Linked DNA regions of Mus musculus: all the other regions are linked to region 2. The links are chromatin contacts, called in public Hi-C, HiChIP or PLAC-seq and promoter capture Hi-C maps. All regions are on one chromosome and are shown on one strand. The core of a region is the stretch at or near the end of the contact, and the rest is flanking DNA. Distances in the headings are between cores, read along the strand shown.

The links. Promoter capture Hi-C pulls out the DNA fragments that hold promoters and counts their contacts. Hi-C and Micro-C count contacts between places; a contact is called where the count stands out from the background. HiChIP or PLAC-seq counts read pairs in DNA pulled down with a chosen protein or histone mark. Capture Hi-C pulls out chosen DNA fragments and counts their contacts.
Region 1: an H3K27ac HiChIP or PLAC-seq map of microglia shows a contact between it and region 2, with 4 times the contacts expected there. The contact joins the promoter of Cacna1g here to the promoter of Pdk2 in region 2. A contact is called at or near these places in 2 of 115 datasets of contacts at active chromatin or transcription factors (microglia and pancreatic cancer cells).
Region 3: a contact with region 2 is called in a promoter capture Hi-C map of liver. The contact joins the promoter of Epn3 here to the promoter of Pdk2 in region 2. A contact is called at or near these places in 1 of 115 datasets of contacts at active chromatin or transcription factors (pancreatic cancer cells) and 1 of 9 other capture datasets (liver).
Region 4: a promoter capture Hi-C map of liver shows a contact between it and region 2, with 2.4 times the contacts expected there. The contact joins the promoter of Phospho1 here to the promoter of Pdk2 in region 2. A contact is called at or near these places in 2 of 39 promoter capture datasets (liver and pre-B cells) and 1 of 115 datasets of contacts at active chromatin or transcription factors (pancreatic cancer cells).
Region 5: a contact with region 2 is called in a promoter capture Hi-C map of liver, with 3 times the contacts expected there. The contact joins the promoter of B130006D01Rik here to the promoter of Pdk2 in region 2. A contact is called at or near these places in 3 of 39 promoter capture datasets (hippocampal neurons, liver and pre-B cells) and 1 of 9 other capture datasets (adipose tissue).
Region 6: a contact with region 2 is called in a Hi-C map of granulocyte-monocyte progenitors, with 3 times the contacts expected there. The contact joins the promoter of Phb here to the promoter of Pdk2 in region 2. A contact is called at or near these places in 1 of 39 promoter capture datasets (pre-B cells), 2 of 484 Hi-C or Micro-C datasets (CD8 T cells and granulocyte-monocyte progenitors), 4 of 115 datasets of contacts at active chromatin or transcription factors (bone marrow-derived macrophages, embryonic stem cells, fibro-adipogenic progenitors and 1 more) and 1 of 9 other capture datasets (pancreatic islet).
Region 7: a contact with region 2 is called in a promoter capture Hi-C map of liver, with 2.6 times the contacts expected there. The contact joins the promoter of Luc7l3 here to the promoter of Pdk2 in region 2.

What each region holds. Positions count from the first base shown.
Region 1 is chr11:94,472,929-94,475,628 of GRCm38.p6, forward strand. Cacna1g (calcium channel, voltage-dependent, T type, alpha 1G subunit) reads right to left here and starts at 1,270. Exons shown (of 35, transcript NM_001177888.1): 1 at 448-1,270. The coding sequence starts at 689.
Region 2 is chr11:95,040,105-95,042,804 of GRCm38.p6, forward strand. Pdk2 (pyruvate dehydrogenase kinase, isoenzyme 2) reads right to left here and starts at 1,267. Exons shown (of 11, transcript NM_133667.2): 1 at 1,035-1,267. The coding sequence starts at 1,152.
Region 3 is chr11:94,498,526-94,501,225 of GRCm38.p6, forward strand. It overlaps Epn3 (epsin 3), which reads right to left and starts at 1,449. Exons shown (of 10, transcript NM_027984.3): 1 at 1,168-1,449. Gm51873 (a long non-coding RNA gene) reads left to right here and starts at 515. Exons shown (of 2, transcript XR_003949592.1): 1 at 515-1,604.
Region 4 is chr11:95,823,127-95,825,826 of GRCm38.p6, forward strand. Phospho1 (phosphatase, orphan 1) reads left to right here and starts at 1,374. Exons shown (of 3, transcript NM_153104.3): 1 at 1,374-1,583. It overlaps Gm38958 (predicted gene, 38958), which reads right to left and starts at 1,285. Exons shown (of 1, transcript NR_164195.1): 1 at 829-1,285.
Region 5 is chr11:95,722,198-95,724,897 of GRCm38.p6, forward strand. B130006D01Rik (RIKEN cDNA B130006D01 gene) reads left to right here and starts at 1,389. Exons shown (of 1, transcript NR_028263.1): 1 at 1,389-2,700.
Region 6 is chr11:95,665,606-95,668,305 of GRCm38.p6, forward strand. Phb (prohibitin) reads left to right here and starts at 1,352. Exons shown (of 7, transcript NM_008831.4): 1 at 1,352-1,437; 2 at 2,432-2,546. The coding sequence starts at 2,459.
Region 7 is chr11:94,320,563-94,323,262 of GRCm38.p6, forward strand. It overlaps Luc7l3 (LUC7-like 3 (S. cerevisiae)), which reads right to left and starts at 1,401. Exons shown (of 10, transcript NM_001361574.1): 1 at 1,128-1,401. The coding sequence starts at 1,226.

The DNA.
Region 1 (2,700 bases), core at 20-2,519, 570 kb before region 2:
TCTCCACCCCTGCCCCCAAACTCGAAAACCAAACCCAGCTCGCTAACCCGCGGCTGGCGGGCTGGCGGAGTAGAAAGCCCAGGCTCCTGAAGCTGCCCACATCTGGAGGATGACGACCCTCCTCTGCCCACATCTGTAGAGCATCCAGATGCTTACCAGAGGGTCACCTCTCCTCTCTTTTCCTAGCTTGGATTTCAACCCTCCACCCCTCACCCCCGCCCAAGGAAGGCTGAGGTGTGTGTATTCGGAGGTGGGGCTCGTCTGGGGTACCCACCAGTCTCCGCTTCTACTCGGACGCCCCCTCCCCTCCTTAACAGTCCCCCACTCAACTGTTCACAGTCCAGGCTCACTTCTCCAACTCACCTGGCTTACGGTCCCCTCTGGCAACACGGCCCGCCCTCCTGTGGACCCCCCTAGTCCGGCCCATCGCTGTGCCCCGAAGGATATGGGTTACAGACCGTGCGGAGACACCAGCTCCGCGGGCGGCTGTCCTGGCTCAAGTAGAAGAAAACCACCGGGGCCAGCGCCGGGTAGGGCAGCCCCTCCGCCTCGGAGTCCGCGCTGCCCGGGTCCTTTTCCGTCGACCCCGGCCCCTGCCGGCCCCCGGCCCCAGACAGGTCGTTGAGCTGCGTGAAGCTCCGGGGCTGTCCCGACTCCTCGGCGCCCGCTCCATCCTCTTCCTCATCCATCCTCTGGCCAGCTGGGGTCCCGGGGGTCCGAAGAGGGGCGATCGGAGCCCCTCCGAGGAGGTGTCCTCACACAACCGGGGGACCCCGGTGGGGGAGCATGTGGGGGGCTCTAGAGAGCTTGCTGAGCCCCCAGGAGGGCCAGTTCAGCTCAGCTCCCCCTGCCCTCAGGGGCATGCTGCCCGCGGGGCGCCGGGTCCCAGGGAAGCCCCGCCTGGCGAGAGTCCCGCTTCCCCTGGGTTCCCGGGGGCTCCCCGACTAGCCGGCCGGCTTCCCCTCACTTTGTTCCGGCTTCTTCCCTTCGCGCCCAGGCTCCGGTTGCCCGAATGGGCGCTACCTTCGGTGAAGCAGCCCCCGAGAGGAGGAGGAAAAAAGGGGCCACCCGGTGAAGGGCGGGGGTCCGGGGAGGGGCGCCCCCTCTTCCCTCGGCGCAGCTGGAGCAGGATCTAAGGGGTCAGCATCGTCCCGGCTCCACGCCAGAGACGGCGGGGGGAGGGGGAGGGGAGGAGGGATCTCTTTGGGGGTGGGTTTGGAGGGGGTGGGGGCTGGCTCCTTCCTCCGCCCCGCGGCGGGCTAGAGGACCGGGAGGGGCGGGGAGACCGTGGGGGGCCGTCCCGGGCGGGGGTGGAGGCGGAGATGTCGCTGCCGCCGCCGTGGCTGCCGTTGCCGTAGCTGTCGCCGGCGCCACTGCCTCCTCCTCCGGCCGAGACGCGGAGGGAGAGAACGAGAGAAAGCGGCGGCGAGGAGCCCGGCGCACACCACAGCTGGATCCCTCACTCCAACTTCAAGCCTCGGCCCCGCCTTTCCCCAGCCAATCTCACAGCCAATCGCCGTGCGTCACCGGTCCAGAACCGCCCTTCCATTGGTCAGCCGCCGTGCCAGTGCGGGAGGGGGTACAGGGGGAGAGCCACAGCTGGAATCCGGTTCCCACCCCAAAACCACGACCGCCTTTCTACCCTCCTCTTGCCCCCGGGTTCGCTCCCGAAGGCTGGGGCCAATCAGACGACTGTCCAGACCGAACCCACTTTTCTATTGGCCTCTTGGGTCTTTGGGACTCCCCTGGGAGGGAGCCTCGAGAAATCAAAGTATTTGGCATCTGGTCCTAGGGTAGCCCTACGAGCCTCTGACATCTTTTGTCCAGGACCCCGAAATTGGACAGCAGCCAGAAGTCAGAACTTAGGTCTAAGCAGAACTGAAAAAGAAGGGAGACAGGAATCACAGGAGTTAGGGGTGTTACCGGGATCCCACAGCTAAATCTGACTCTTCACCTGGTTAATAACCCATCCTCTGCTTGAACCTGGGGGTCAGACTGGGGAGAAGGAAGAAGAGTCTGGTGTTTCAGGCTGGAAGGGGTCTGTTTGGGAAAAATAGGCGTAGCTAGAAAGGTAGAAGTAGGCGTGGTCTGGAAATGTTTCCCACCAGCCTCTTTGCTGGTCCAGAACCCCGGTCCACTTCTAAGATGTTGACCCTGGCCTAACCCCAACCCGCAGGTCTTCTCACTGATGCTCTGAGCGTCATCTCCTGCTTCTAGTGCTCTCTGAAGGTTGGAGACTCCTTTCAGGGGCTTCCTGCTGGAAAAGCATAGCTTCCAGGCGTGGCACCAAGACTGTAGAGCCTGGATCACCTGCAGCCCCGAAGTGGGAACAGCCTGCTAAGGCCATTGTGGGCCTCGCATGTTGTAAGGAATGATACCTAGAGCTGAGCTTTAACAACTTCATCCTGCAAAATTCTACTTCCTGCCTCAGTTTCTCCCCTTGATTCCAGTATAGCTTAAGAGAAGTGTCTGAGAGATGAATGCTTCCTGGAGTTACTTTTCTCCACCACTGGACTGGGAGAGGTGCTGGCGCTGTGCTTCACAGGCATGTACACGCAAATGGAGACCCGGGCTTTTGCCCAGCTTCATCTCCCTATGTTCAGGGGCTCAGTCGATTCTATCTCTCTCACAGCCTCCAAAGGGCTGTGGGTACCAGAGAAACAAGCACCACCGGAATTCTGAACGTGATGGGGAGTGGGG
Region 2 (2,700 bases), core at 17-2,516:
TACTGTATATCATCAGCAGTTTTCCCCAGATAGGTGGACCGAACTACGGCCAAGTCCCTTCTAGCTGTGGCATTCATTTGGCGGGGACTTGGAGTGGGCCCTGGAGGATTTCCTACACAAGCAAAGCTCACAACTCCAACTGAACAGGGAGTAACAAGGCATATCCTGGAAAACAGGTGCCCAAGTCCTGTCGGCCATCTTCCTGTCCTCCTGCCTGTGACACAGCCAACTCTTGAGAGACCTGGGTCCACTCCCTACACCAGCTGGCACCAGGGAATACCTTGCAGACAGATGGGGGCCACACAACGTCTCCATCCTCCACTCCGCAAAGCTTTCTCCTGCCCCAAAGCCACCTCCACCCTCAGAACACCGAGTGGGTGATCTTCAGAAACCCAGGGGTAGCCATAGGAGGGTGAAAGCCACCTGACTACCTCATGGTAAGTTGGGCTCTGCCCAGCTAGGAACCGCTGCCAGGTCAGAACAGATTTGATCTTCAAGTGTCCTTGCCCAGTGGGCAGCTGCAGTGGGTGGAGGCTCACCAGTCAGGGGAGTTCCCCTGTTAGCACCTCCTACTTCAAGGGGCCCCCTTCCCACCTGCCCTGGCTTTTCTCCCTTGCTCTGTTCAGAAGTACCCCGCCCTTCGTGCACAGCACAGGTCTTCCAGATGGCTGAATCTCCTTAGCACTCCAACAGCACGTCTCCTGTTTACTCTTGGCTGCCCACTCTCAGTGGCCGGGATCTCCCACTAACTCTATCATGTCTGGATAGGGTCCTATGCCCTCACTGTCTCTTACTCTCCACGATCCCTCGCAACGCTTTCTCCGCGCCCCCATTCTTAGTTAACTGTGAAGGGGGCACTCTTAACTCTTTGTGGGCAGCCAGGTTGGCCTCGCCGTTTACCCATTCCTGTCCATACTCTTCCAAGCCAACCCTCCTACCACCCAGGACCTCTTCCTCCGATGTTAACCTCTCATTGCCAGGGTCTCCTTCCCCGCGCCCACAGCCCCCGGTGCCCGCCTACGCCGACTCCGTACCGAAGTCTAGAAACTGCTTCATGGACAACGGGGACGGGGAGAACTTGCTGAAGTGCTCGATGTACTTGGGTGCCCCTGCCAGGGACGCATTCTTCAACAGCGCCCGGACCCAGCGCATGGCGACGGCGCCTGCGGCTCGGGCTTGGATCTCGCTGCTGTCCCGGGGCTGGAGGCGCTGGCACCGGCCGTCAGCTCGGCCCAGCTTAGCCGGGAGACGGGCTTCGGCCGCCTCCTCCCTACCCTTGCCCTGGCGATGCCTCCAACGCCTAGCCAATCGGCTTGTCCCGGCGCCCCGACGTCGCCAATGGGCGCGCACAAACAACTCTGGGAGAACCAATAGCCTTGCGCTTCGACACGTGGCTCTCCTCGAGGCCCACCTCCTTAACCGTGAAGGTGCTGGAGACGGCCTGTTGTTTTCCTGGGCTGTGCTCAAGTCCCGCCTCCTGTCGCCAACTACACTTCTTGGGGGCCAGCCCCGAGTTAACCCTTTCTTCCCCAGAGTCCCGCTAACCCTTCGTTTGACGTTCTACTTTCCCTGGTTCTTTCCCCTGTCTCCTTCTTTAAAACCTCCCTTCCCTGCCCTGTCCCTTTCCTAAAGGCACCTGTTTGACCTGACAACCTGCTTACCTGCTCTGCTATAGGGGCTCACAGTGGTTTCTCACTCCTATGATGGACCCAGAATGAACACTTGCAAAATCCGAAACCAGTATGCGAGCTTATACTAAGCTATCCTATATGCGTGCAACCCGCTGACTTCCATAAATATCCAAAAAGCCCAAGAAAAGGTCTCTCTCTCTCTCTCTCTCTCTCTTTCGAAAAAGATCCGATATCAGGGTGGGAATGTAGCTCAGAAGGCATGGCACTTGCTCAGTATGCATGAAGCCCTGTATTGATCTCTGGTACTTGGAAAACAACAACAAAAACAGCCAGAGCCAAACCCCCTTAGGACTGGCAGAGGCGGGAGCAGGAGCTATGGTCAGTGCTAATTTTAGTTAAGTTCCATTTTATTATTACCTCGCTCATTTGACTGAGCATAAAACCTTGCGCGTCTTGCACAACCACCTAAGAAGGTAACCTTCTGTGCACCTAACCCGAGACGAGCAACTGTCTGTGCCGCTGGCTTCCTTATTGCGAGTCCCCAGGAGCTAAGGCATCTTAGTGGTTAGCGGCTTGGGAGCCCAGCCCAGTCTTCCTAGCAGTTCCCTGCCTCTTCCCTGAGAAATGTCATGCGCCCTCTTTTGGTAAAACTTGGTATGTGCCCCACTCTCTGGGCCTTCCTAGGTTCATTACTATTGATTATCCAGTGGTTTCCCGGCCTTTACTATGGCCCTGTGAAGCACAGACAGGATTGAGGTTTGGCCTTTAGGAAGTCCTGGTGCTCCTCTTGGAGGCTGAGGCAGGAGGAGATCTGTCCAAGGCCCACCTGAGGCAGTGTGAGTTTAAGTCCAGCCTGGGTAATTTAGTAAGATCTTTTCTCCAAAAGGTAGAGAAGGTGGGTTTGAGCTGGTAGTAACTCAGTAATAGAGTGTTTTCCTAGAATATGCAAGACTATGGGTTTGATCCTCAACCCCCCCACCCCACACACACACACACTGCAAGTTATAACAGTTTAACTGTAGCCAACACAAAACAAGAGTTCACCTTGGAAAGCGTAATGCTGTGGGCC
Region 3 (2,700 bases), core at 199-2,698, 540 kb before region 2:
GTGGACATTGTGGACACACCTTTGCTGGACTTGGGGGGAAAGGAAGGGATCAGAGGCACAAGAAGATGCCTGAGCCTCCTCCACCCTAGCCTGTCATAGACTCTGATGGTGTTTCACCCAGTAGGGACACAGTAAGGAGGAAGAAAGCCAGGGTGAGGTCCCAGAGCATGCCTGAAGCTGAAGTTGAGAGGGAAGGAAGGCGGGAGGCGGGCGCGGCTGGGAGCCCTGCCAGCGGTGTTACAAGCAGAAGGTTTTATCGAACACAATATGCCCGGGAATAAAAGGGAGTGAAACACAAACCCAGCTGCGGCAGCGGCAACGGCAGCCCTGGGCAGCCGGTATGGAATTACTGCAGTGACCTTGAGCCAGACCCTGCCAGGTGGAGGGAAGGACATTGAGAAGCCAGGACCTGGGGAGGCTGCTTCAGAAATGGAAAGAAGGCAGGAGGGTACTCCAGCGGAGTGCACAGGCTAGTCAGGAAGTGGGGGGGGGGCGGGGGGGGCTAGAGTGTAGACTCCCACCTACACACAGGTTCCCAAAGAGATTCGGAGCAGTGGGATCTCTCAGGACACAAATCCAGAAGGGTGCCAGAGTGGGGGATGGAGAGATTCCTAAAAGTCAGCACTGAAGAAGCAGATGGCATCCCCAGGGTGGAGGTTCAGAGAGATGGAAAGAACCAATCACATGCACGGGAATTTGACAAAGTCTGTGTGCACCCCATCAGCCAGCACCCCTCCCCATCTTCTGTCCCCATCAGCTCCAGAGTAAGCAATGGGGGAGTGGCAGTGTCCTTCCTGCTGCTCAGGGAATGGGGGACTGGATATTCCCTAGCCCTAGGTTGTGTGGCTTCATCAGACCTGAGTTGGCTGTGTCCCAGGGAGCAGTGGACTAAAGGGTCATTCTGAGGTTAAAGGTGTAAATACAGAGATGTGCCAGGATCTGGGAGAAACGCTATCAGGAATCTCCAGATGGCCCTGCGCCCCTTTTCTGGGGGTAACAGGAAGGTAGAGAAGTTGCAGGTTAGAAGCCTCCCGGTACTCCACAGCCCTTGCCTTACTCTCTAGAGGTTGGGAAAGAGACTAAGTCCTGAGCCCACTCTAGCCCCCACCCCCACCCCCCAACCCCGCCTTCATGCAGGGCGCCACCGCGGCGCGGGAGGGAGCTTACCTCCAGAGTGGGCTCCCTCGCCCCAGCCCCCGCAGCCTCTGCAGTGACCCTCTGACTTGTATGGGGATGGCACAGCTTCAGGAGCAGCCCCAGAGCCATCCACCATAAACCCTGGTCGCGGGAGCTCTACCTTGGACCGAAAGGCACAGAGCTCTCTCTCGGAAGGACCGCAGGGTCCCCCCAGCGGGTGGCCGCTCAGACTCTCGCGGCTGCCTCCTCGACTCCTGCCGGCCAGCACTCTCGGGAGGAAAGTTGTTCAGCTGGCCAGGCAGGTCTGCCTCAGCAGTAACAGGACACAGGATGACGGGCGGGCGGGCGTGTTTAACCCCTTCCTGCTGTCTGCCGGGCGGTGCCTTCAGGGGAGGAGGCTGGCCTGTTTGTCAGCCGGTGACCCCAGAGGTTTACAGAGCTGGAGTTCATCCACTCCTACCCTTCAAGTGAGTTAACCTTTCCCCTACCTCCTCTGCTAGAAGTAGGTGAGGGTGGGAATGGAGGCCACTCCAATACCTATCCCAAGCCTTAACCCTCCTAGCCGGACGACATTAAAGCAGAAGACAGAACATTCCCTGGGGCTGGTCTTTACCTACTCCCAGCTGGCTTCCCCAGCCTCTCCAAGGGGCCTGAGGACTCTGCCTTTCCAACTCCCGGGAGGATCCTACCTGCCCTGAAGCTCGTTCCATAGCTTACATGCTTACATATGGGAGCTCAGTATGAATTCTAGCGTCCCTGGCTACTGGCTTCCCTCACTCCTCCACTGCTCCCAGAGACCCCCAGCCTAACCAGTTGTTTACAGTCGTTTCAACAGAAACCCCGGGATGATCTGAGCAGGCAGTGCGTGCTTTCCCAGCTGTTACCCTTCACCTACTACACAGTCCCACATTCCTTTGTTCCAGGAAGGAGTAGGAATTCTTCAAGCTGTTTTTGTTGTTTTGAAACGTTGTGGTCCCTCCTTCCCTTCCCCACCCCGACATTGCGCAGGCTGGCCTCAGAGTCATCATGCAGCTCAGGTTGATTTTGAACCCACAACCTTGCTGCTTCAGTGTCCCATAGCAGAAAAATGGTTCCAGGGCCAGATGAGTTGACTGGAGGAAGGGATCTAGCAGACCAGAGCCTCAAGTATTAACTTCTGGCTTAGGACAAGGATCCCCAAAGGGAATGAATGGGAAGAGGAAAACTGTACTTGTGAGAGTTTCTTGGAGTACAGCAAAGAGTTATGCCTTTGTGTTTCTTCAGATCTGGGGTGGGTGTGAGCTCAGCTCCAGTTCCTGCCGGGTTTAAAGAGCTTGACAGGTGCCATCTTTGCCATCTTGAAGGATGAGGAGGGTGCTGAAGTAGAAGCCTTCAGACAGTCAGGTCTCGCCATCTCTGCTTCTCTCCCTAGTCCCTCACTTGAGTTGGCTTCAGGAAGCACGGCCCTGAAAGTCTAGGCCTGAGGCAGGGAACTGCTATGAAAGGCCATCTTGTCCTGTCACCTGACTTCATTCCTTGCCCTGCCACCACCCACTAACTCTTCTGCTTATCCCTTAATCATCA
Region 4 (2,700 bases), core at 124-2,623, 780 kb after region 2:
TTAATCCCAGCGCTCAGAAGGTAGAGGCAGGAACTCGGGAGTAGACCGTCATTCTGGACTATACAGCAAGGCCCATTACTAGCCTGGGCGACAGGAAACTGTCTCAAAGGGGGGGGGGGTCTGGGGGGCATTGGAGGGCCGAGAACAGATACAACACAGATGATGAAGGCTGTGTGAGCCTGTCTTTGAGAAGGGTGTGGAGATGAAACTGCTTCTTTAAGAGGAGGGATTGCAGGGTGTGGGGACTCGGGCCTTTAATCCATCAAATTGGACATGGAAGCAGGAGATTTAGGAGCTCAGGGTCGGGCCTAGAATAGGTAGCAACAAATTATAAGAGACCCACCCTCCCACCCCGACTCAAGATAAAAGGCCCAGGGCCTGAGCACCGCTAGGTAGAGCTAGGTAGAATAAACACCGGTAGCCCTTGGACTTCAGGAAAGAGGTGAAGGGGCGCTGGCGTGTTAGAGAGGGAGCAGGGGCAATGGAGACGTCGCCCTCAAAGATTTGGGCGGGTGGTCCATCGTATCGGCAACTTTTCTGCCAATCTGCCTTCTGCTGGTGGAAGCACGGAGCTCTGGTATTCAAAGCTAGAGGATGATAGGAGAGTTGAAGGTAGACCCAGGCCAGGGTGCACCTCCTCACCCACAGATCCTGTTCTGTGACTGAAGTGAGGTGTCCTTGTGTTCGAACTCTTGGACAAGTCTTTTCTCCTGGGTTCGTCGCACCGGTTCAGAAAGTGCAGGTTTCACCTCCTCTCTTTTAATCGTAATCTAGTGTTCTGAGGGGTGGGAAGGAAGGGAAAGCTCGCCAGAGAGGAAGAGCGGGAACTTGGGAGAAAGCGGGTTTTATTTGCACCACAGTGCTCAAGTGTCGGTTCTCCAACTCCGAGTTTAGGCGGTGCTGGATTGGGAGAGCTTTTCCATCGGCAAGCCCGAGTACCCGGTAATTTGGGGACAGGGTTCCGAGGACTCGGCAGGATGCCGCGACTCCTCCCGGAAGGGCAGAGGGCGAGCTCGGAGCACATGGAGGGAGGGCTGCTTGGCGGGCCGGTCACCCGGCTGTCCCGCGACAAGGAGGGAAGCCGGGCGGTGGAAGGGCTGCCTGCAGAGTCCTGGCGCCGAGCCCAGCAGGAGGCGGGCAGTGTGACACTGACTCACGCACGTGCCCACGCGCACGCAGAGGGTGCCCCGCACCCACGCTCCTCGGACGGGACGCGCCACGCTCCACCCGTCCCGCCCGCCCAGTCTCACGGCCGCTCGCGCGGCCTCCGGGACAGCCCGGAGGCGTGGCTCCCGGGCAGCCCGCCCCTTTGATGTGCGCCGGCGCCACGGTGATTGGCTGGGCGCTTGTGACGTGCGGGGACTGCGGTGGGCCCGGGTGCTGCGGCTGCCGCAGCGCCCGCCGCGGCTCGGGCTCTGGCTCCCCGGCATTTAAAGGGGACGCGGCGGCGGCCCCGAGGATGGGGGGCAGGTGGAAGGGACGGAGCAGAAGCACATCATCCACAGTCCCTCGGGGCTGGAGGGATTCGTGAGCCGGAGCTCAGAAATCCGGGGGTGGATAAGACCGCGTACCCCCCAAATCCCGTAAGCACCCCTTGCTCCATCCTGTCCCTAAATCCCTTAAGTAGCCCCCTTCCCACTACTTCCACTCCAAACTCAGCTGGGACAGACAGCGTGACCGCTGCTGCCCCGCATGAGTCTTGGGCTCCGGGAGGACCGCGATCTAAATGTTGGGGTGGGGGCTGTGTGTAGTTTGAGTGTGTTTCATGTGCTTGGTGGTGGGGTAGTCCCAGGGGCAGAGAACTGAACCCCCTCCTTTCCCAGGTTAATGGTACCCAGTGTCCCTTCATCTCCGGGGACTGTCATAGCTCCCCGCCACCCACAAGTCCTTCCTTCTCCCCGAGCTACGCACCCCCCGCCCGCATTAGAGCGAAGCGCCCGCCAGCTGGGGGTGTGCCAGAGTGCCTGCTTTCCAGTCACCTCTAAAAATATCTCTCCTGCTACCCCACCGGCAGCTGCCATCTCCCTGCCCCTACCCAGTAAGAATCACCTCTGCTTGTCCACCCCAGGCAGGGGACCCCAGAGGTGACGCCTAGTCCCAGATTCCTCACTGGCACCGGGGCGCAGACTAGCTAGGACAGGGAACATACAGAGCCTCCGGAGTTCAGGTAATTTCTTCAAGAGGCAGTAGAGATCCCTGAGTTTTAATCCTATTTCTGATGCTGTGTGATGTAAGCTGGACCTCTCTGCACCCCCTCCCTTGCCCATTACGGGTTAATGAACAAGAAAGGAGTTTGTGAAGTTGCGAGTGTTGGGGGCAGGAATCCTAGCTTAATTGTCAGATCTAATTTCTAGTGATGGGCATACTTATTCTTGAAGCAGAGAGGGCTTGACAGTTTTTAAGTGCTCACCCCCACTCTCAGTCTGCATGTTTCTTGTGGAAAACTCCCCAAACTTTCCTATGGGCTCTACCCTCTCCCCCATTAGGAGAATTTCAAGCTTAGACTTAAGTTAGTGCACACACACACACACACACACACACACCCCTACCCCGACTTCCCACAGATCTAACCTAAAAGTATTTGTATCAAAGGAGCAGGCAGGGGCTGTGATAGGGAATCAGGGCTGCAAACATTGATCTTAGATGAGACTAGAAAAGGACTTCCCTCAGCCCCCAAAAGTTTGCCTCCTGGCTGCTCTA
Region 5 (2,700 bases), core at 139-2,638, 680 kb after region 2:
AGAGATCTTCCTGGATCTGCTTCCCAAGTGCCACCATTAAAAACATGTGCCACCATCGCCCAGCTAATATAACTTTTTCTTTCTTTTTTAAAAGATTTTATTTATTTATTATTATATGTAAGTACACTATAGCTGTCTTCAGACACCCCAGAAGAGAGCATCAGATCTCATTACGGATAGTTGTGAGCCACCGTGTGGTTGCTGGGATTTGAACTCGGGACCTGCGGAAGAACAGTCAATGCTCTTAACCGCTGAGCCATCTCTCCAGCCCAATATAACTTTTTTTCTTTTTGTTTTTTGTTTTTTGTTTTGTTTTTTCGAGACAGGGTTTCTCTGTGTAGCCCTGGCTGTCCTGGAACTCACTGTGTAGAACAGGCTGGCCTCGAACTCAGAAATCCACCTTCCTTTGCCTCCCGAGTGCTGGGATTAAAGGCGTGTGCCACCATGCCAGGCTTCCAATATAACTTTTAATGTCACATGTAAAGTATATTTTGGAGTGCATAAAATACTAAATAAATAACAATGTAGCAAAATCTTGCTATGAATATTTCAGGATGTGTTAGATTTGTCAACCTGTTGGCCGATGGAGTGCAGTCGTCATAAATACACACTTGAGTAAATCTTGAGGTGTTACTGTTCCCATTAAAAGCCACATTTTTTTTTTGTTGTTGTTTTGGTTTTTTTTGTTTTTTTTGAGACAGGGTTTCTCTGTGTAGCCCTGGCTGTTCTGGAACTCACTCTGTAGACCAGGCTGGCCTTGAACTCAGAAATCTACCTGCCTCTGCCTCCCAAGTGCTGGGATTAAAGGCGTGCGCCACCAATGCCCAGCTAAAAGCCACATTTGATCAGATGGTTTCCTTTATTGTAGAAATATCGCCCACTCCTGCCCCTTTGCCCAGATGCAGAAATGACTACAGTACATAAATCTGTAAAGCCGATTCTCAGCCAGGTGATTTATCTTGCTTGCAGAGGACATTTGGCAATGTCTAGAAAGGTTTTTTTTTTAATTTTGGGACTGAGATGGGGATGTGCTACTGGGCATGGCTAACCCTTATGTACACAGGATTCCTCCCCACAGTTGTGAACTAGAATGTTTACAGTGCCCTGTCTGAGGAAGCAGTGACCAAGCCGGTGCTAGGAGGCAAGGGCTAGCTGTAGCTTCAACTTGATTAGATGAGTACGAGAGTGACACTCAGCTTCGCATAGGGAGGAAATCAGGGAGGTTGTCTTCTGAGTGACAAAGTCCTAAGTAGGAAGACTGCAGTATAAGGTATAGCTGACAGGTTTGGTTTGTTCGGTTGTTTTTGAGACTGGAACTTAGTATGTAGACCAGGCTAGTCCTCTGAGATCTGCCTCTTAGCCTTCGAGGTACTGGGACTAAAGCTGGGTGTGCCTTGCCTTGCAAGTCTATTCAGGGCCAACAATTTGGAAAAGCTATTGCTGGGTCTGGAGAGATGGCCCAACTGTTAAGAGCACTGCTGCTCTTCTAACAGGACCTGGTTTAATTCCCAGAACCCACATGGTGGATCTTAACTGTCTATAGCTCCAGTCCTAGGGGATCTGATGCCTCCACAATATTGCATCTACATGGTGCACAGACATACATGCAGGCAAAATACCCATACACATAAAATAAAAGTAAAGATTAAAAAAAAAAGAAAAAGAAAACTCACTGCCCTGTATGTTTCACAAAGAGCAACCTCTTAAAATAGAGGTTCAGCTGCTCACCAGATAAAGGGAGTAGAAAATCAGTGATACGATTTTACATCTATGGGCTGGGGAAATGGCTCAATAGTTAGGAGCGTTTATGGCTCTAGCAGAGGACCTGAGGTTGGTTCCCAGTGCCCAGATCACTAGGCCCACACACACCTGCCTGTAGCTCCAGGGCCCTCCTCTGGCCTCCACAGGCACTGTATGCACATGTGCTCATAGCACCACATGGACACACATACACATAATTAAAAATAAGTACTGAAAAAAGTCAGTATGCGTACAATCTTATCCCACATAGAGTGGCTGTTCTTTCAAGATTTGAAATTCCAAAATGGTTTAAGGTTGGGTGCCATTTTGCATCACATTTAAGGCAATGACCTTCTGTAACACGATGTGCTTAACAGTACTTGATATATACACATGTGCGCCCACATTCACATCCTGGAACCTGTTGTGTTGGGTTAAGTTGATAGAACTCGTGAACATATGGAAAGAGTTTTAAATTTTTGTATGTGTACATGTGTAGTGTGAGCACGCTGCTTTGCCTTGGTGCACCTATGGAGGACAGAGAACAACTCGGAGGAGTTGGAGTCAGTTCCCACTTCATCCATGTGGTTCTGGGGACGGAGCATGGGTCAGCAAGCTTACCAGCAGGCAAGCACTCTTACCTATTAAGCTATGTTGCCAGTATACAGAAGACTTTTAAAACTATGTAGTTTAACCTTTAACACTGGTCCAGTGTAAGCAACAGCTTACAGGTCCAGTGGTTACAGAATAAAAACACAAGAACCCATTAGTGAATATTGACTTTTGTAGAAATCGTGTGTGAACTTGGACAGTATTTCAGAGACAGCTCAGTCAGAAGCAGTGATCAGGCTGGACAGCAGGTGCACACCTGTACACAGCACTCAGGAAGCTCATGGAGACCCTGGGCCAGAAAATAATATCATCGGGACCCGGTCATCCAAAGGACAAATTCCTTGGTTG
Region 6 (2,700 bases), core at 102-2,601, 630 kb after region 2:
CTGCTTCTGCCTCCTGGGTGCTGGGATTGAAGTCGTGCACCACTGCACCTAGCTTGCTTTCATGTTCGTTCGTTCGTTTTCTTTCTTCCTTTCTTTTAAATGTATATCTGGCTTCTTATATTTTAATAAGAAATAAATACCGATTGCAAATTTAAAATTGCATTTTATCTTTTAAATAAAAGTTAAGCTAAGAATAAGGAGCAGGTCTTTCTTAGAAGTCCAATGCACTATCCATTGCGCCACAGTGCCAGGGGTTTTCATGTTCTTTACAGATATTCTCAGGAGAGTTTGTATTTCGGGAGCAACAAGCCCAAAAAAATAAACTACTTCATTTTAGATTTGTGTCATGGAGAGGAATGCTATAAAAGTCACTATTTGCTTAATTGGCAAAATTGGAATGCAGACATGGATAATATTTACTTAAGTAAAAGGATAGTAGCCGGGCGTGGTGGCGGACGCTTTAATCCCAGCACTTGGGAGCCAGAGGCAGGCGGATTTCTGAATTCGAGGCCAGCCTGGTCTATAGAGTGAGTTCCAGGACAGCTAGGGCTACACAGAGAAACCCTGTCTCGAAAACAAACAAACAAACAAAAACAAAAAACAAAACAAAACAAAAAGTAAGAGGATAGATATCCTTGATCTTAGAGAATAGTAGGAGAAAGAGAAAAGTGGAGGGAGGCGAGGAGATGGAACAAAAACAACAACAAATACGCAAATTGTTGACAACAGGTGAACTTGAGAAGCCATACACATGATCTCCGTCCCTTTTTTGCAATTCCTCGAATATAACTTGGAAAAAAAGATGCCCAGAGATTTAGACCCTAAATCAAGAGCCTTTACTGAAGTATTGCAAGACCTGAATGACCGACTCCCTTCCTCTTCTTTCTAAGCCGTTTTTAAGGTTATGGAGTGGCTTGGAAGATCAACATCTTACGTCCCTGAGGGCTGTCCTTAACTTCCCTAGCAGTCTCTCAGTGCATGAATTATTTTACCTCACCTTTATCCAAAATGCCCACCCATTCCTTCACCACCTTGTGATTTCCTCTACCAAGTGGAAGCCCAACTCCTTTCCGATCCAGTCTGCTTCCGGCTTCTGGAACCACCTCCTTGAGGAATAGGCACGTGCATATATTACCAAGGAACTACAACTCCCGAAAGGCTTTGCGGCAACATCCCATCCGTTCTCACCAGTCAGAAACGGGTTTCCTGAAAGAGCCCGTTGCTGCATGATCTTTTGGGAGTTGTAGTTGACCTCATTAAAGCCACAGAGCCCGCGGAAGACTGCAAAACACGTTTCCCAGAATGCACGTCGCTCGGCTTCACCAATTGAAGGGTCGGATCTTGAAGAGGCGGGGGTCGGGGGGGGGGGAGGAGCTGCCTGGCGCACGCGCAGTATCCGGAGCTGGGGAATTCATGTGGAGGTCAGAGTGAAAGCAGGTAAGCGTGGTAGGAGCGGTAGAGGCCTCTGGTCCTATGTCCCTGTAGCCTGCCTCTGCTTTCCTATGTACAATGAGGGCATGGGATGCATGTGTGGGTACGCCTAGTGGAGAAGGGGGAAATCTCGGTCCAGAAGGAGTTAGGAATGTGCAAGGGGAGGGGACAGGATGAGGAAAAATCCAGAAGCTGGTGGAGTAAAAAGAGCTGGATGTCAGAGACAGAGGATAAATGTGCATGGAGAAATCCCGATACACAAGCAGTTGAAGTCTGAGAAAGGGGAGGGCGAGTTTGAGGATTGTACCAAGGGTGACGCAGGGGCGGGACATTAAAAAGTTCAAGGCTAACTGGTTTCTAGTTTGTCAGCTACGTGCCCCCACCCGTCCCGCCGCAGCCCCACCTCCAGTCCTTCACCGCTCTGCCTCGCTGCACCCCTGCCAGCCCCTGCTTTCCTATTAACTGGTATGGGGAGGAGTTCTACAATGTCTTCTAGAATTCGGTCTTCTCATTCTAACCCTGGTTCTACTACTTAAGAGTATAACCTCTCTATGCACTTCAGCAGTCATAACCTTCATAAAGTAACTGAAGGTTAAACAAGGCTGTCGGAGACCGTGTAACTTAAATGTTAACAGAAATTGCCCTTTTTGTTGTTGGCTTCAGCCGTGTAGCACCGGTCTCGCTTGTGGCCTATTGGTCTAGGAAAAGGGAGTGTGGTTTTTCTGTGTACTAAGTTCCTCGTGGGTACAAAGCACCGTTCCTACGCTGAGCCAAGTGTCGCAGACTCTTTCTCTGAATGGTTGTAAAGAAACACGTCCACAAACGCAGACATGATCTACAGTTTGCAAGGTGGTCAGTGTTATGGGGCGTTCAGTGAGTGAGTTTGGGCCCACAGGTGTAGACATATGAAAATGTATGTTGAGACATGAACTCTGTGCCTCAGAGCGGGCTTTCTCTGAGAATCTGGTGTCAAAGTGTTTTATGTTTACCCCGTGTTTAGGTGTGAGTGGAAGCAACAGAAGGAGTCATGGCTGCCAAAGTGTTTGAGTCCATTGGAAAGTTCGGCCTGGCGTTGGCAGTTGCAGGAGGCGTGGTGAACTCTGCTTTGTATAATGGTGAGGCGCGGAAGAGCTTTCTGCATAGTTTCTGTTGATCTGCATAGCCCATGTGTCATTCCTTTTAAAAAAAAAAAAAGATTTATTTATTTTATTTATATGAGTACACTGTCGCTGTCTTCAGACCCACCAGCAGAGGGCATTGAATCCCATT
Region 7 (2,700 bases), core at 151-2,650, 720 kb before region 2:
TACAGAGTAAAACACTGCCTCAAAAACAGAAACAAAACAAAGCTTTTGTTGAGCCATTTTCTCATATTTTATCAAGTGATTTAAAACTGCTGTTTGATTATAACTGCAAGGTAAAATCAAGTGTACCCACTCTCCAGTTCAGATCTAAGACAGTGTGCTCCACGTACAAAACTAGATAAAAAGTACTTGAAATACAGTACAGTATATGCACGAAGAACAGTGCAACCTCAACAGTGCTACAAAAATTAGATTTAGCTTTCCCGATCACCAAGAGACCGAGAGAGAGAGAGAGAGAGAGAGAGAGAGAGAGAGAGAGAGAGAGGCTTTAGCCTCACCTGCGACCCAGGAGTTATAGTTAACCTTTCTAAGAGAGTAAAAGGACCGAATGAGTTTATGTGAAAACAAAAACCTTCACAACTGCCTAGCTGAGGGTCTACTACGGCCATCAAGCACGCGTCAAACGGCCATCAAACCGCATTAGCAAAAAACTGTTCATGATAAAACTGTACCTCGTTCCGTCTTTCAACTGTCTACCTTCTCACAGAAGTGTCCAAATGGCAGCACTCCTAAGCAATGCACTGCTACGATGTCCTTCCCCACGAATACTGGTCGGGAGTCAGGCTATCTATCTATATGACTCCCGACTCTCTCACACACACACACACACACACACACACACACACACTCACACACTCTAGATAGATAGATAGATAGATAGATAGACAGACAGACAGACAGACAGACTGCACCCAAATAACGGAAGCCTGCTTTCTTATTCATACGGTAAAACCCCGGAGCTCTGGTGGAATCAAGCGAGCCCTTCCTTCTTCCTTTTCCCGCGTTTCTCGGCCTCACCAAGGTGCTTCTTCTTCTGCCCAGCCAAGCGCCATCCCGGACTTCCTCCACACAACAACAAACGCCGCTATCCCCCGGATTGGCGCGGAATCCTCCCTCCGTCCTGGGCCGCACGCCCGCCTCCCTCCGCCGTCAGGTGCTTCAGTCGGCGCGGCCAGGTCCCCCCAAATCGCGCCGCACCCCGCTCGGGCCAGCCTCGGCCCGCCCTCGGGTCCCTTCAGCTCCCCCTCCCCCAGTCCCCGGGGCACAGGCCCGAGGCCCACGGGACTTACGCTCTCGTGGTCCCAGCGCACGTTGCTGCGCTTCTCATCCGGGGCGAGGTTTCGGTCCCGGCCCATTAACTCATCCAGCAACTGCGCGGCAGAAATCATGGTGCTTCCTCCGGGCGGCTGCTCACGCCAGCCCTAGCACCCACCCGATAAAAAACCCCACCAGCCGCCCGGCCGCCGAACCAAGCCCCCTCGGCCCACTCTCAAGCTCGAAAAGCCTCTTCCAGAGAGGAGCCGAGAAGACAAAATGGCCGCCGCCCGGGCACCTTCCCAGCATGCCGTGCGCCCGTGGAGACACGCCTAGGCCCGGGCTGCGAGGGCGGGCAGCGCGGCTTCTCCGGCGAGGGGGCGGGACCTCCGGCCCGGGCCCGGGGCAAAGCCCCGCCAGGCACTGACTCCGCCCCCGCCGTGCCTTCCACCCAACGGAGCGGTGGACGCTCTAACGGCTGCCGGTGTCGGCCTCTTTTTTACTTGGAGAAAGAGCAATCTAGCTCTGGGTCCTTTGCCACTGCCCTGAAACGGAGAAAATGTCCCTTTGTCCACGTGGTGTGCGGGGGACCATCTTCCAGGGAGGGAAACAAGAAGAGCGAGCTGCGATCGTGCTCAGACTCCATTTTCCTGTCGCTGTAGTTTCTTCCTCCTCTACCTGTCCTTATTTATGTCTGCACCCTCCACCCTTCCCACACCCACCCAGTTCGATGCTGGGGATTGAACCGGGAACCTTAACGCTTAACGCTCTACCAGCGAGTTAAATCCTCAACTCTTCTACCCGGTTTTGTCCGGACTTCCTCGATTTTTAGGGAGGAAAATCAAGGAATAGACTATATGCGGTGGAGGAATTATGTTGTAATACCTCCAATCCAGGAATTTATCTTCCTTCACTTTGTATCAAATGTGTTACTGTGTGTTCAGGGAATCATAGAGGAGACCAGAGGTTACCCTCTGGAGTCCATTACTCAGGAACTATCCACCTTTGTTTGGTTTTTGGTTTTGTTTTTCGGGATAGGGTTTCTCTGTAACTTTAGCTGTTCTGGAACTCACCAGGCTGGCCTCGAACTCACAGAGATTCCCGTGTCTCAGCCTTATGAGTGCTAGGACGTGCCACCATTGCTCCTCAATCTAAACTTTCAAAAGATTAGGAAAACTTAGCTGGGCTTGCTGTCACCGTATACCTTTTATCTAGGAAGGCACTGGGAAGGCAGAGTCAGGTGGATTTTATGAATTAAAGAGGTTCACCTGCTTCTGCCTCTTAAGTGCTAACACTTGGGAGGCAAAGGCAGGTGAATATCTAAGTTTGAGGCCAGCCTGGTCTACAAAACAAGTTTCTGTATAAAGCCATGGCTGTTATACAGAGAAACCCTTTTTCAAAAAGAATGTCTCACTGGGACGTGAGCTCTCTGTCAGCCTGAAAGCCCTACGAATCCTTTTATTTCTGCTTCCTTAGTACTGCAGCTATAAACCACTGTTTTACATGTATGTGCTGGAGGTTAAACTCTGTTCTTCATGCTGAGTGGTGAACTCCCTGGAATTTCTTTAAAAGTATTAATTCGGCCTTGCAAACTTTTAATCCCTAGCA